Regions from separate parts of the Mus musculus genome. Here region 2 is linked to region 1. Evidence: chromatin contacts called from public promoter capture Hi-C data. All regions are on one chromosome and are shown on one strand. Each heading gives the region's core, a stretch centred on a gene start, on an enhancer-like site or on the middle of the called end of the contact. The rest is flanking DNA. Distances are from core to core; before and after follow the strand shown. Region 1 overlaps Madd (MAP-kinase activating death domain). Region 2 holds the start of Arfgap2 (ADP-ribosylation factor GTPase activating protein 2).

Region 1 (5,027 bases), core at 871-3,370:
TTGGTTCTCTCCTTCCTCCCTCCACCATGCGGGCTCCAGGAGGGAACTCGGATCATCAGACTTGACAGCACGCATCTTCACCCACTGAGGCCTCTCAGTGGTCCAGATAGCATCTTAAAAGCTGAACCCCGGGAACCTGTGGGATAAGCAGGGGCTAGATCTAGATGAAGCTGGGCTTGGGCGTGACTCACCAGGCTGTCTCTTTCTGTCTCCTTTCTTTCCTCTTGCTACCATGTTCCTCCCTGCTCACAAATTGGCAGGAAGGGACAAAGGATCCATGTGGGACCAGCTAGAGGATGCCGCTATGGAGACCTTTTCTCTGAGTAACTGCCTTTCTTTGTGTGATGTGCTCATCCCTCCTCCTGGGGAGGGGCAAGGCCTCACGTGGAGGTCTCTGGGGTCGGAGGCAAAATGTATTAGATCTGGGAGAAAGGTTTGGTTTCCATTGCTCTGAAATTTGGAATGACCTTGTTTTATCTGGGGCTTACTATCTTTTTATTTAGCAGCTACATTCCTTAAATGTTAAATAAGCCATGCTCCCCACCCGAGAAATAACCTTATTCTACACAGGCAAAGAACGTTCTACCTTATGGGACCAAATGCAGTTCTGGGAAGATGCATTCTTAGATGCTGTAATGTTGGAAAGAGAAGGAATGGGTATGGACCAGGGTCCTCAGGAAATGATCGACAGGTATGAGACTTGACAAAGACCTGGCACTGTGCCTCTTCAGTTCCTTCCTCGTAGTCCTGGGCTCTCCTGCCTGAGAACTAACTTGTGCCTGGGTTTCTGCTTAGGTACCTCTCCCTAGGGGAACACGACCGGAAGCGCCTGGAGGATGATGAAGACCGCTTGCTGGCCACACTTTTACACAACCTCATATCCTATATGCTGCTGATGAAGGTATTGCTTATGTACTGATTGATCGTATTGCTTATGTCCAGCTGTTACTGGTGCTAGAAGGGCAAGACTAGGTCTAGTGCCTACATTTTGGACTGGTTTGGAAGCTGCCAAAGTATCTGACTGAAAAGTTCAAGGCCCCTGTGGCAGCTTGCCCACTGTTGCGTTAACTGAAGCTGCCAGGCTGTTTTGTTACTGAATGTTATGAAAGTCATTGATTATTACCTGTTACTGGTTTACTTTGAATTTGATGTATTCCCTTTGCTGAGCTGTTTTAGGCTACAACAGAGCTCTCAAATTACAACTGATTTAATACTCTTTTTTTTTTTTTTTCAGTAGTATATTCTAAAACCTTCAGGGGCTCAGAATTTATTTTTGAGCACCAGCCCTTTGTCATGTAGAATTTTCTGTAGCTAGTAAAAGCTGTCTACTGGCATGATGGTTCATGCCAGCAAATAAGGCACTTGAGAGGTAGAGGCAGGAGGATCAGGGATTCAAGGCCAAGCTTGGCTATAAGTTCAAGACCAAGTAAAACTATATAAAATCTTGTCCAAAAAGTATCTGCTTATTAACAAAGGAGTGGTAACTCTAGTGTGAGTTGTTTGGGCTTCATATTTATAATTGTGGAGAAGTGTATTGCAAATTATCAAGAGAAGTTCTTCTCTGAAAGAGAAATGTGGATTTGGATTGGTGGTGGCAGAGAATTATTGTGAGAATGAGCCTCCCTGAGCTCTCCTTAGCTTTTATTTATTTATTTATTTATTTATTTATTTATTTTTCCCTTCTTGCTCTGGCCTTGCTCACTCCAGCCCAAAGATTTATTTATCTAGTTTATGTAAGTACACTGTAGCTGTCTTCAGATGCACCAGAAGAGGGCATCAGATCTCATTACGGATGGTTGTGAGCCACCATGTGGTTGCTGGGATTTGAACTCAGGACCTCGGGAAGAGCAGTCTTAACCGCTGAGCCATCTCTCCAGCCTCTCCCTAGCTTTTAAATGTGAAGGGAGCAGTTCCCAAACACAGAGACAGACTCTGTGAGCCTTTTGCTTTGGTTGATTTTGTGTCTTAGTTAGGTTTCTGTTGCTGTTATAAGCATTATGGCCAAAAACAACATGAGAACAGAAGGGCATATTGGCTAACTGGTGATAGTCTATCATCAGGGGAAGCCAAGCCAGGGACCTGGGAGCAGGAACAGATGCAGACACCATGGAGGAGTGCTGCGTATTGGCTTGCTCAGGCTGCTTTCTCAATAGACCTCTACACCAACCTGCCCAGGGAGGGCACTGCCCAGTGAGCAGCTGGGCTCTCACATCAATCATTAATCAAAAAACAACTCAGAGGCTTATCTGCAGCTGCAGGCCAGTCTTACAAAGGGATTTTCCCAATCGAGAGTCCTTCCCAGATAACTCTACCTTGTGTCAAGTTGACAAGTCAGCATTCCTATATTGTAAGCTTTTCTTTATGCTTGAATTCCATTTCCCTGTGGTCAGGGGTGGATGGTGGTGCTTACCTGCAAGGTGTCTCAGGTACTAGCGTCCCACTTTACTGTACCTGTGTTACTGTTTCTAAATCATACTCTAAGAAGTCCTTTTGGGGAGGATGTTATGGTGGTGTTGGTAAAGGATGGGAGGAGGTGTCTCCTTGATGTCCAACTCTCTAAGAGCCACTTTCCTGTAGAAGCTAGCTAGAGGCAGAGGCAATCCCCAGCATATGGACAGAACACACAGTTGAAAGTGTTCTGCCATAGTCAGTAACATAGTCTTTCAGAATTCCATTTCTCTCAGGTAAGTGGAAACTGATTATTTTCTTGTCTCTGCCTCACTTGGGAAGGGAGCAGAGCCTTTATTAAGACTCCTGTCTTGGCTTTACAGGTGAACAAGAATGACATCAGGAAGAAAGTACGGCGCCTAATGGGAAAGTCCCACATTGGGCTGGTGTACAGCCAGCAAGTCAATGAGGTGCTCGATCAGCTGAACAGCCTGGTGAGCACATCGGACCGTCCCTTTTATCCTGCGTGTCCCCCTGCCTATACAGCGCTTTCACACTAAACACGTCTGCCATGCTGCTATGCAGCCCAGTTAATGCCTAGTTTAGAGGAGAATCGGTAGTTACAGTTAGTAGTTTAGAGATGGGTAGCTATAGTTAGTAGTTTGGAGAATGGGTAGTTAGAGTTAGTAGTTTAGAGAATGGGTAGTTAGTAGTTTAGAGAATGGGCAGTTAGAGTTAGTAGTTTAGAGAATGGGTAGTTAGAGTTAGTAGTTTAGAGGTGGGTAGTTATAGTTAGTAGCTTAGAGAATGGGGCAGTAGTCCAGGTGAGGTGTTGGTCCTTCTGTTCAGTGTGGGGACTCTCAGTCCTCCAGCTGTTAGAGTACAGCAGTTTCCATGTGAGGTCTGCACACCTCTGCGGATCTGAGATGAAATCTGTTCTCATCACAACACTTAAATGCCTCCTTTTTCTTTTTCTTTTTCCTTTTCCTTTTTCTTTTTTTCTTTTGAAACAGGGTTTCTCTGTGTAGCCCTAGCTGTCTTGGAATTCACTCTATAGACCAGGCTGACCTCAGACTCACAGAGATCTATCTGCCTCTGCTTTCTGAGTGCTGGGATTAAAGGTGTGAGTCACCAAAGTCCAGCTAAGATGCCTTCTATTACTTTTTAATATTTGTACCAAAACTCAAAAGCAGTCTTGAATAGACTGTGGCACATTGCTATCCTGACACTGAACTATGTAGCCCCACCCTCACCTCCATGCATCCTGTTCTGTAAAAGAGACAGTTTTGTAAGCTGTCATGGTGTCAAGCCTGGTCTACAGAGAGAGTTCCAAGACAGCCAGGGCTCCAGGCCTGCAGAGAGAAAAAAAGACAGTGTTTGGTAAGATAGCTCAGTAGGTAAAGGTACTGTTGCCAAACCTGACAACCTAAGTTTGATCCTTGGAACCCACGTGGTAGAAATAGAAAACTGATTCCTGCAAGCTGTCCTCTACCTGCACATGAGCTTCATAGCACATGCCTGCCCACACACAGACACACTACCCACCCACCCACACTCACACAATGAATAAATGAATTAATAAGTAAATAAAATATAATTTAAGGACTAAAGAGTTGGGTCAGTGGTTAAGAGCACTTGTCTCAGCACCCATATGGTGGTTCACAACTATCTGTATCTAGGGGATCCAATTCCCTCTTCTGACCTTTGAGAGCACCAGACATGCACACAGTGTACATAAATACACACATACATATAAATATTATACATACATATATATGTGTGTGTATATATATACATATGTATATATATATATATATATATATGTGTGTGTGTGTGTATATATGTGTGTGTGTGTGTATATATATATAAAATAAGTTCTTAAAAATTAAAATAGCCGGGCACGGTGGCGCACGCCTTTAATCCCAGCACTCGGGAGGCAGAGGCAGGTGGATTTCTGGGTTCGAGGCCAGCCTGGTCTACAAAGTGAGTTCCAGGACAGCCAGGGTTATACAGAGAAACCCTGTCTCGGAAAAAAAATAAAATAAAATAAAATAAAATAAAATAAAAAGCCCAACAGTTTCATGCTGAATGTGATGAGGCACACCAGTGATTCTATTACTTAGGATTTATTTATTTTAGCCTAAAACTGGGTTTATCATTTTTTAAAATTTCAATATTTTATGTGTTTTGTTTGTCTGCATGTATGTATTGCACCACATGTGTGCCTGGTGCCTAAGGAGCACAGAGAGGGAGCTGGATTCTGAAAGTGGAGTTACAGCCAGTTGTTAGCCACCATGCGGGTGATAGAACTCAGATCCCAGGCCCTCTGGAAGCAAAGCAAGTGCCCTTAGCTGCTGAGCTATCTCTGTGGACCCTGAAACTGACTTTTTAAAAATCACATCTTAAATAACACAAGGAGGATCACAAGCTTAAGGACCATCTGGCTTATACTGTAACTGTCTAAAGAATTATTTTAAAAATCTCCTGGTTTTCTGGGCATGTTGGTGCATGCCTTTAACCCCAGCACTCAGGAGGAAGAAGCAGAAAGATCTCTGAGATTGAGGCCAGCCAGATCTACAGATTGAATTCCAGGACAGCCAGGGCTGTTATACAGAGAAAACCTGTCTCGAAAAACGAAA
Region 2 (5,027 bases), core at 1,481-3,980, 110 kb before region 1:
TTTTAGAAACTGAGTTTTCCCCCAGGTTAAGTGACTTAGCCACATCACAGAAATACTTGCAGAGAGGCTGGGATGTGACCCAAGGCTCTAACTTCAATACCCATTGCCAACAGAGGGGAGAGCTTTTTTACAGGTGGGTCACAGGAGGGGCAATCCTCATTGTCTCCAACTTCTGTTCCTTTTTGGAAGTTGTTTAGGGTCCCTGAGACTTCTTGAGCTTTCAAACTATTCTCTACTCCAGGATCCATTTCTAAGGAGGATTCCACTCCACTCCCATAAGAAGCAGGTAGTAATTACCAATTCTGAACTACAAACACTCTCTGAGACATTGTACCTAAACACAAGAATTTATGTCATGATCACAAAAGGGTATATACAGCCTTGGTAAGTAAAGCATTTATCAGAGGAAACATCCCTGTGGTACTCACCTGAGTATGTTCTGTGAAGAAATCAGAGTCTTTCTTCTCTGGAGAGTGACTTGGAGCACTGTTCATACTGTCTATCCAAAGCTGGAAGAGAGGAGACACTGAAACTCAGGGCTGTTACTATCTCTTATCCCAGCACCCTAGCCCAGGAACCAGCACTCACATCAGTACCATGCCTAGTCAGAGCTGCACTCCCTAACTGCCGGATCTTCTCTCGGTACATCTGGGCAGCTCGGCTCGTATATTTGGTGTTAGCATCATTGGCCATACATCCGTGTTGGCGGAAAAAAGCAGTCTGGAGAGCAAAGAGAAGGAGTAATATGTATGTGCAAATACTCTCGCCAAAGAAAACTGTATTCACACTATAGGAGACACATTACTAAACAATTGGGCTATTATTTATTCAGGATGACACACTACTGACATCAGCAGGTTTTCAAAGAGGTAAACGTCTTCCAAGATTTCTTCTCAAAACAAGACAGAACAACAAAACCTTTTATTTGTATTTATTCCATGTGCACCCCAGCATGTGTGCAGAGGTCAAAGGCCAAGTCCATGGAGTTGGTTCTCTCCTTCCACCTTATGTGGGTTCCCTCAACTGAATGAACTCAGGTTACCAGCCTCCCTCAATAAACACCTTCACTCACTAATTGACCTCCTCCAAAATTCCTCAAAAAACCCAAAAACCACCATGCCAGCCCCTCCCCGTAAGAGCAGGGAACAAGGTCTAGGGGACTGAAGAATGTATGTACTTCTCTGTTCAGCTATCCTCCCTCCAGGAGCCCACAAAACCCCAATGACTATGGAGACACTGCTACTGCCAGAGAGCACCTGTCTAGTTCAGTTTGTATTTCCTTTTTTTTTTCTTTTAATTAGGTATTTTCTTCATTTACATTTCAAATGCTATCCCAAAAGTCCCCCAAGCCCCCCCCCCCAGTTTGTATTTCATTAAGCCTCTTTGAAAGAAGCTGTTTAAATTTTTCTGAATTTAGAAAAGTGTGTGGCATGTTCCAGAGCTGCAAACTCTCGGAACAGAGAAACCAAACTCACTTTGAGAAATCAAGGAAAAGTTAAATACCCAGGCAGAAGGATGGGGGTGGAAGAAGGTAAAGGAACGTTACCGCATTGGCATTCCCGCCGACCTGCATACACCTCAGCTGCAACCAGCTCCAGTTCGAATCCAACTCTGTGGACCTGTGTACAAGGGCTGAGTGTCACCTTCCCTATCAAGACTAAACCTGTCATTCGGCCTCAGGCTTCTGTGGGTGTCCAGGAACCATCAGTCACTGTCCCATTTCCTCCTCTCTCCCCTGTATTTGAAATCATTGCGCTTCGCCTAATCCAAAGGGTACTAATTATTTCTGAAAAGGAGATCCGAAAGGAGGTCGACTTCTGAGAAATGCAGGCACGGGTTTGGCTCTTCTTAAAGTTTGGTCAAAGTCGCACTGGAGACCTACTGGGCCAATCTTTCTGCAATAACAAGGTCAATGCATCTAAGCTCTCCCCCAAACTGATGCTGAGTACCATGTTAACTGTGAAGAGAGAAGTCTACAGAGGTGGAACCCCCCGCCGCCCTCCGCCCGCAAGCCCCCGCTGTAGGCTACCAGAACTCCCGCCAGGAGAAATCCAAACATCAAATTCAGGAAGGTCCAAGTCCAGGCGCCCTCTCCCCGTCGCTGACCACGCACACAGCCCCCGTGGAGGCACAGCACCCTCACACAGAACCTACCTGATAAAGCTGAGATGGACACCCAAGGAGCGATGCACTCCGGAGCAGTCAATACACAAAAATACACCGTAAGTGATGCTGGCCCAACTAGGACTCTTGGCGCCACAATCGAAACAGGCCTAAGTGGAAAAGACGACAAGCGAACGGTTAGGGCCCAGAGTCGAGGCCCGGCGCTAGAAACCACAAGAAAGCCTCCAACCTCCGTCCTCGCCCTCCCTCAGACCCCAGGGGACAAGAGACGTCTTCTCCGCCGGCGTCAGGACCCGTACCCCGCCCGCTCAAGCACCTTGTTGGTGGGAATTGCGCGAAGTCTCTTAAAAATAGTCTGGATTTCGGTCTTGCTCGGGCTCGCCGCCATTTTCTCTCCTTCCCAGACACAACCGCGACCGACAGGTCCCGGCGCGGGCCAATCCTCGGCGGCGAAGGCAGGCTCACCGCGCCGGTCACGACAGGGCCCCGACCCGCCTACGAGTGGAGTGATTCGACCAGATCTGGGCCAATGAACGTCGGGCGGGGCTGAAACATGACGTTAGCAGCCGGGAGCTCCACCACGGGCCTGAGAGTGAACGCCGCGCTGCGCCTGGCCAATCCGCAGCCCGAGCGGGCGACGGCTCGTGGACTGGCCCAAACTTCCTCACGAGTTCCTGCTGGACCCGGGTACCCTACGTACCGCTCGACCACTGGCTGTAGGCGTCAGGCAGAGAGCCATGGTAACAGACTCTGTGATGGACGAGTAATGATTAACAATCTCCCAAGTGCTCATAGCCCCATCCGGAAGGCATTGGCAGGGCTCCAGCTCAGCTCACAATCCAGCAACTGGCCTAGAGCAGAGGCCAGCACACAACAACCTTGATCACCAAGTCCCTTCCAGTCCAGATTGCACTCCTGAAATTCCGGGGCAGATACCAGGAGGCAACTGCCTGCCCAATCCCAGTTCCATAACACATGGCACGCCCACGGGCCGACCCCGTGCCTCCCACCAGCAAGAGTAGGCTATCAAAAGACGCTCACAACACTTGATGGGGTTTTTATTCTTAATCAAATTTAATGCACACTACAAGTCACAAAAGAAGGTGCTGCCAGCCTCAAACTACATTCTCCCCAACCTCACCCCAGGAACTCCTAAACAGTTTAGGAGCTGGATCCTCCCACTCTGGGATGACCCAAATGTTCCCGAGGAGGCTCGGGCACCTCTCGACCCTCCATCATTCCAACCTCCAACTCTAGACACAGACCCCTGCCCTTCATGGGCCCTGAGACTTCCTCCTGTGGGAAAAGAGAGACAGCAGCAGCACATGGTTCAGGGCCTTCAGGTCCAGCAGTCCAGGAAGGGTTAAGCTCTGGCCCAGGTCAGAGAGACGCCTTGGTAGGGCTGTCAGGGCACTCAGGCGCCCACACATTCTACGTAATTGGCAGGGTACAGACCAATGCGGCCACTCTGCAGCTGGCCCTGGCACCAGCCCTGCTCATCCTCCTCGCTCATCTTCAGCAACTCTTCCCCTGAAGAAAGACAAAACAGTCATTGCCCAAAGCACTGGCTTTACTGGTCTCAAAACTAGGTCATGGACTGGGGGATGGAATAGCACAAGGGCCGACAAACTGGAGGATACCCAACTCAGACCAGGATAGGACACAGCCAGGAAAAGCCACCCAACCTTAGACCCCAGGGAGGCAACTGTCAGGCTGCAGCTGGACCCTGAGCAGCCTGTGAGGATGGAGTCCCTGGCTTTCTTCGTCTACAGCCCTGCTCTAGCAAGTAGGACGGGGGCTGAAGTGGGAAGGACCATGAAAGGGCCCAGCATACCTGCTCGGAAGCTCAGCTCATCAGCCTCCTGGCCAGCATAGTCATAAAGCGCCCGTACCCTCACCCCAGTGGCAACTTTCCGGGGACTCTCCTCATCTGACCAGTCCTCGTCCTGCCCGCTACTAGAGAGGGGAACACAAGGGGCACAACTCAGGGCACAAGACCCACTGTATCCAGTACTCAAGACAAAGGGCTTGGCTGCTTGGCGGCGGGCAGGGAGGAGCCAAGTGAACAGCCATCCTGCTGCCACTCACTACTGTGGATACAGGTCTATCTCTGTGCACAGGACTGTTATACAGCCAAACTTCGAGAGACACCGGACCATGGAGCAAATCTAAACCTCGGTGAAATTAACTCTCCCAAGATGGCCGTCGGGCACTGATGTGATAGGAAAGCAGGAAGAAGTGGTAACAAGCAAGCCATAGAGCCCGGTCTTGGTTTTGTTCAGGATCCCGGCTCTCACCCCGGGGACGATGGGGACTGGGGTGGGGGTGCGGTGCCATCTCTTGTCGGTACAATGCTGGTCAGAGTAACCTCATCTGGGCTCCGGCCACCCTTCTCCTTGCGGCTGATGGCTCTCTGTGTGTCTAACGACCATTCCTGTGGAGAGATTTTGGCCCACCTTCACTGACTTCATCGCAAACCTTGTCATCCTTTTGGGATCCACACTGAGCCCAACCCAGGCCCACCCAGCCTCTAAGACCTGCCTCAAACTGTGGCCAGTTCATGGCCATGCCAGGCCCGTGTGTGCTCCGCCACCAGCGCAGATCCTCTTCATCACTGGCAGCCTCAATGCTCTGCTGCAGGTCTCGATGGAGTTCATGGAACCTATGAGGCACCCAGTCAGACAGGGAAGGCCAAGAGCCCCTAGAATGTCAAATTATGCAGCCCCACCAGAACCCAGAGGAGGTCAGGGGAGCCTCTCTCCAGCGCGCCGTCATACTTGTCGCTACTGGAGAGGTCGAGGTGTTGATGCAGGGTGAGCAAGACATCCTTGAAGAAGAGAAGCCGCTGGCGCTCAGCAGCCTGGCAGCTCTCAAAAGCCTGCTCCATGTCCTCCATGTAGCGT

Evidence for each region. Promoter capture Hi-C pulls out the DNA fragments that hold promoters and counts their contacts.
Region 2: a contact with region 1 is called in a promoter capture Hi-C map of liver. The contact joins the promoter of Arfgap2 here to the enhancer-like site in region 1. A contact is called at or near these places in 8 of 39 promoter capture datasets (3T3-L1-derived adipocytes, the C10 cell line, the HPC-7 cell line and 3 more), 3 of 484 Hi-C or Micro-C datasets (liver and olfactory sensory neurons), 3 of 115 datasets of contacts at active chromatin or transcription factors (T-cell acute lymphoblastic leukemia, embryonic stem cells and liver) and 4 of 9 other capture datasets (adipose tissue, liver, macrophages and 1 more).

Annotation. Positions count from the first base shown.
Region 1 is chr2:91,150,309-91,155,335 of GRCm38.p6, reverse strand. It overlaps Madd (MAP-kinase activating death domain), which reads left to right. Exons shown (of 35, transcript NM_001177720.1): 24 at 261-323; 25 at 571-691; 26 at 796-901; 27 at 2,772-2,882. Among named protein-coding and RNA genes, the nearest start is that of Madd, 26 kb to the left of the region's middle. Within about 2 kb of position 2,120, at least 4 of the 459 cell types and tissues checked have an H3K27ac peak or open chromatin away from gene starts, as enhancers often do. A contact at or near this core is called in liver, where this site is marked.
Region 2 is chr2:91,262,818-91,267,844 of GRCm38.p6, reverse strand. Arfgap2 (ADP-ribosylation factor GTPase activating protein 2) reads right to left here and starts at 2,730. Exons shown (of 16, transcript NM_023854.2): 1 at 2,441-2,730; 2 at 2,155-2,273; 3 at 1,547-1,619; 4 at 589-720; 5 at 429-509. The coding sequence starts at 2,512. Pacsin3 (protein kinase C and casein kinase substrate in neurons 3) reads right to left here. Exons shown (of 11, transcript NM_001289678.1): 7 at 4,902-5,027; 8 at 4,666-4,786; 9 at 4,422-4,558; 10 at 3,959-4,080; 11 at 3,165-3,654. The coding sequence ends at 3,539.